Linked DNA regions of Oryctolagus cuniculus: region 1 is linked to region 2. The links are chromatin contacts, called in public Micro-C maps. All regions are on one chromosome and are shown on one strand. Each heading gives the region's core, a stretch centred on a gene start, on an enhancer-like site or on the middle of the called end of the contact. The rest is flanking DNA. Distances are from core to core; before and after follow the strand shown.

The links. A called contact is a pair of places that touch in the nucleus more often than the background predicts.
Region 1: a Micro-C map of ear pinna shows a contact between it and region 2, with 4 times the contacts expected there. The contact joins the promoter of SLC7A1 here to the promoter of UBL3 in region 2. A contact is called at or near these places in 2 of 6 Hi-C or Micro-C datasets (ear pinna and an unstated tissue).

What each region holds. Positions count from the first base shown.
Region 1 is chr9:84,977,069-84,979,768 of mOryCun1.1, reverse strand. It overlaps SLC7A1 (solute carrier family 7 member 1), which reads right to left and starts at 1,345. Exons shown (of 13, transcript XM_070049065.1): 1 at 1,207-1,345.
Region 2 is chr9:84,755,749-84,758,448 of mOryCun1.1, reverse strand. It overlaps UBL3 (ubiquitin like 3), which reads right to left and starts at 1,446. Exons shown (of 5, transcript XM_008273523.4): 1 at 1,302-1,446. The coding sequence starts at 1,328.

The sequences.
Region 1 (2,700 bases), core at 96-2,595, 220 kb before region 2:
AAACGTTGAGATAAATCCCTAATAAATTATAACCCGAATTCAACATAGTGACGGCTCCCGGCTGCAGGCTGTCAGACACAGTCCCACCAGCCAGCTTTTAAGGGGCACATTCTGAAGGGGGTGGCGGGGGTACCCACCAGGGACGAAGATCGCAACCCCCCACCCCTACCCCACGCCCGAGACTCGGGTCTGGAACACAAGCCAGCACGTGACAGCACGGCCGTGGGTGTTGGGAAGTGTAGTCTGGTTCACATGTCTGGCTCGCCTACCCGCTCAAGACGCACGCAACTCCGATCTGGCTCCCACGCCTCCCCCCTACCCGGGGAACAGCGCGGCGAGCCGGCCAGCGGCGCGCGCGGGACGGCCGCCTTGACCTGCCCGTGCCCAGGAAGTTTTCTACTACGCAGAGAGGAACACGCGGAGAATAGGTTGTCCTAACGAAGCCGGAAGAACTTCCTCCTCCTGCGAACCATCTGGACGGCTTGGCCAGCCCAGAGTTTTAGGGCCAAGCCGGGTCACCAGGAAGCCCACCCAAAGGAGGACGTCCCCAAGAAACCCCTGGGGACCCAGACTACGGGTGCAGGCGGGCATTCTGGGGGTCTCATGGAATGGGCAGGCGCGCACCGCGACCACCGAGCAGGGCTGCCCAGCGCCGTTTCCCAGGCTAGCCAACGTACCTGCCGCGGGACCACCCTCCCGGGGCGCGGGCGGGGTCCCCGCGGCGGCCGATGACACATCCTCGGACCTCGTGGCGGGGCGGGGTGCTCCGCAACGCGCCATGTAAGGGAAGCTCTCCCGCGCTGCCAGCGGGCTCCGGACGCCTCCTGGACCAGCCCCCGTGCCCACCGCCGGCCCCTTGCCCACCCGGACCACCAGGTGCGTGGCCGGCGCGCGGGGTGGGCATCGCCGGCGCGCCCACGCTGACTCGGGCGGTGTTGCATCATACACCACGCCGTGCCTTTAGGGAACCGAAATGGACTCCGTGGAAGCCACGGCCGCATGGGCACCGCCCCGCGCGCACACCCCCGGGCCCGCCCTGCCCTCGCCCTCCCCGGAGGATGCCAGCGGCGCCCCGGAGCGGGGCTCTCGCCACTCCCGTGCCGCCGCCTGCCCGAGGCCCCACGCGGCCCCGCGGCCCCCTCCAACCCCCGCCAAGGTGACCCAGGTTGTGGAGCTGCCCCGGTGCCAGCGGGAGCGGGCACTCACCAAGCGGGCGGTGGGATGCGGGCAGGACAGCGGGCCGAAGGACGCACGCACGCTTGCACGCACCGACCCGGGGACCCTCGGCCGGAGAGGCGGTGCGGAGGCGCGGGAGCGACGTGGAGCTGCGGTGAGCGCGTGCCTGCCGGCCGCGTGCCGCGCCGCCCGGCTGCTGACTGGCCGCTCGCACCTGCCCGCGCTGACTGAATGGGGCGCCGAGGGCGGGCGGGATCCGGCGCCGGTTTCATCAGCCGCTCTCGCCGCCCGCCCCCCAGCCCGCCCGGCGGCCCTGCCCGTGCCTCGCGTCACAGCCGGGCACCAATGGCAGCGCGGCGCGGCGGCGGCCGCTGGCCCTGAGGCGGCGGCAGAGGCGGGCGCGCCCGTGTGGGCGGGGCGGCGGCGTCTTCGCGCGCGCTGCGGCGGGGACCCGGGGTTCCCCCGGCCGGCAGGCGGGCGGCGCCTCCGGACGCTCCCGCGGCTGCCTTGCGGGCCTGGCCGCCTGTCCGCCAATCGGAGCCCGCGGCGCGACAGCATCCTTGGGTTCCCTGCGGGCCCCGCCGCGCGCGGGCCGGGACTCAGGGCAGCAGGCCGGGCCGCGCCAGCCCTGGCTTAGCGAGCTGCAGTCAGCAGACGCCGCTGGTCTTCCTTATCCGAAATAAAAAGATCTGGGATGCACTATGAGGGTTTTAGAAAGTTAGTTACTGGGGCCGGCGCTGTGATGTAGCGGGTGAAGCCCCTGCCTGTGGTGCTGGCATCCCATATGGACGCGGGTTCGAGTCCCGGCTTCCCATCCAGCTCTCTGCTATGGCCTGGGAAAGCAGCAGATGGCCCAAGCGCTTGAGCCCCTGCACCCATGTGCAAGACCCAGAAGAAGCTCCTGGTTCCTGGCTTCAGCCTGGCTCAGTCCTAGCAGTTGTGGCCATTTGGGGAGTGAACCAGCGGATGGAAGCTTTATCTATCTATGTCTGTATGTCTGTCTGTCTCTCTTTCAAATAAGTATTTTTAAAAAATTTTTTTGAAGTTACTATAGATTTTCATTTCTCTCTCATGGTATTATTTTATTATCGTCCCCTTGCCCATGCTAGAACCTTATCTCCCTGCTGTCGGTGAAGGCCTAATCCACCTGTTGCCAGGCACCTGCACAGCAGGCTGGTGGGCTAATGGCCTCAGCTGCCTTCCCAGTCACTCTCCCAGTGTTGCCAAGAGCGGTGGTCCTGAATCCCACAGTGTTGGTGCCATGAGCTCCCGTGCAGTTGTCTGTCTTTGCTCCAGAAACCAAGAAACACAACCTGTGAAGATCCAGTAATCTGTGACATTGAGTAAGTGGTAGATGACCACCGCGCTCCCCCATATTTCTAAGGAAACAGAAAGGACAAGGGCGGATGGTATCTGCCTGCTTTAAAGCCTTTCCACACCTCCCACCCGCCCCAGCCACCACCAGCACCACCAAGCCCTTGCTCAGTAATGGGGCTCCTGGGTCAGCAGCTGGCTGTTTTCTGC
Region 2 (2,700 bases), core at 197-2,696:
AGAGACCTCCCCAGGTAACTTCAAGAGCAGCGTAGAGGAACCCGCGTCCAGCTTCCCCTCGCGGTTCTCAGGTGGGCGCGCCAGGAAGAGAGCGAAAACTACAAGGACAATGCAGGAGCCCTCCTACTCAGAACAGAGGAAGGCTTCCCGAGGCCACCCAAGAGACAGAACCCCGTGGTTCCTTTGCATTTAAATAGCGCACTAAATGAGAAATCAAACACAAGCAAACGTCTCTGCACCAAGGTCGAAATATCCCGCTGAGGAGTCCTTTAATCTCTCCAATCTTAAACATCTGCAAAGGAGGTTTCCTCCCATAGAAGTATTTGACATTTTAAAATGCAGTCATCAGCAAAGTTCCTTTTTATTTTTTCGCAGGAATACACACTCAAATGCTAACTCCGGTGAGCACATCCGCATTAACTTCCATTCTCCATAAAGCGAGTTCTTCAACTTCCTATTAACTGCATTCTCTGAGTCCTTAGGGCTGCAAAGTGTCATTTCACACTCACACAAAGCGCCCGCCAGCACGGTAGAGCTACACCGTGACTGTCAACAGCCTCACAAGCCTAACCTTTAACAAACAAAAAGAAAAGCGTCAATAAACAAGAGAGTTCTCGAAGCGACCAAAGCTCAAGAGGCCGTTTCTGCAGCTTTCAAAGTCTACGGATGTAATAGCACTACGTATCTGGCACTGCAAATCCTGGGCTAGACACGAAAAGTACCGATAGGCGGTCAGCCGAGAGTTGGGTAGGAAAAAAAAAAAAAAAAAACTAAACATCTGAATGTTTCCGTCTCCACAGTCGCCCGCTCAGACGCTGCAAAAGGCTCGCAGCAAGTGCTGTGCAGAGCCCCGTTCCTGAAAAAATACCAAGCTTGCGCCCACTGCGAGAGTGACTGAGCGCGATTGTCCCCGGCCACCTCCGGCTCGAGGAGGGCCGGCCGCCCTCGGCTCTGCCCCCGGGCACTGACGTTTCCCGAAGCGCTAAAACACCAGCGTCCCCAGGCTTCTGGCAAAAACAGCCAGACGGCTCCTTCCCTGCCAGGCTGCCTGGCTACGTTTCTCTTACTTCTTTTTCCACGGTCCTCAGCGATTGAGAGAACACGCAACTGCATGAGAAAACCCATGTTCAAAGCAGTCCCTTTTCGAAAAAGAGAGAAATCGGAAGCTCCAACTTCTCCAAATCCGCCACCGCGGTGGCTTCTCGGCAGCCCCCGGCAACCCCTCGCCCCACGCCAGCGTCCCTGCCGATCAAACAAGATGGGAAGCCGCAATTAAATCAGAGTGTCACAACTTCACTTACCATATCCGCCGGGACATTACTGGACATCTTGCCGTTTGGTATGTACTCGGATGTTTACGCCAAAAAAAAAAAAAAAAAACACCCCCCCCCACACAATATAAACAAACAAAAAGACCAAAAGTCTTCGAGCTGCAGAAATAACCCTTCGCGATGTCAACTGGTCCGCGATGTGCTTTCCAAAAAAATAAAAACAAGAAGTTATTTCGGAGCCAACGTGCTGGCCCGGCCGAGGTTCCGTGCGAGGAGGAAACAATCCCCAGGAGCCGGGCGGCCGGAGCGGGGGGAAGCTCTCGGGACAGCGGCGGCCCCCGTTGTCGTCGTCGTCGTCAGCAGCAGCCCTAGGACCGGCCGCGCCAGGTGAACGGAGCCGAGTGACACACGGACATGGAGCGGGGTGGGAGGGGGTTAAATCCGCCTTCCTCCTTTCCCAGCCCCGGCAATGATTCACACTCGCTCCCGAGTCAAGTCCTCATTAAGCAGGAGAAAAATGCCCCGGCGTGGATGTACATAGATAGCTATGTAGCTACACATCGACGCGTGAGCCGTGAGTGGCAAGTGGCCGCGGACCCCGCCGCGCGGGGAAACGGCTCAACTCGCGCCGCCGGGGCGGAGAGCCGGGCCGCGGAGAGCCGAGCTCAAGGGCATTTAACTCGTGGCGAGCCAAAGCGCAAGCTCCGGGCCGAGAGGCAAGGCGCAGGGCGGCCAGGACACCGCACGGCCCCGCCGGGTTCAGGCCGCGAGCGCCTCCAGGCAGCGGCGGAGGTCCCGGCGCATCGTCTCCGGCTCCTCGGCGCTCCTCTTCTGCCTCCGCCTCCCCCGTCCCCGCCTTCTCCTCCCCTCCCCGGCCTCGCGAGCTCCGGCGTCGCCGACTTCGGCAGCTCCCCGGAAGAGGCCGGGTCCTCCCTCGCCTCAGCCCGGGAATGGTTTCCTCTCCGGGCTTTTTGTCTCTCCTCCTCCACTTTTCAGCCCCACACGCCGCGGCCACCTCCTGTCATCGCCTCTCAAACCAACATGGCGGCGCCGGCGGCGGCAGCGGCGGGGGCGGCTGCCCGAGCGCGAGTAGGGAACACCGGGAGAGCGCGGCCCCCCTCACAGCCGCCGCCCCCGCGCTCCCTCCCTCGCGGGCACCGAATGCGTCACTACGGAGACCACCCTCGAGCATCACGGGAAGTGTAGTCCACGCGGGGGTGGGGTGCAGGAGGGGGCCGCCGAACGCGTCCTCGGCGCACTTCGAAGCCACGCCCCCCATAGCAACAGTTACTAGGAAAGAAAAGCTCCCTTCCTGGCTACTGCCCAGGAGTTAGGGGATACCCTGCTTCAAGGAATGCTGTGATCCTGTGAATTGTTGGTTGTTGAGGCGAAATAATTCTGCAAGGAGACATTCCCTCATGCATGATAT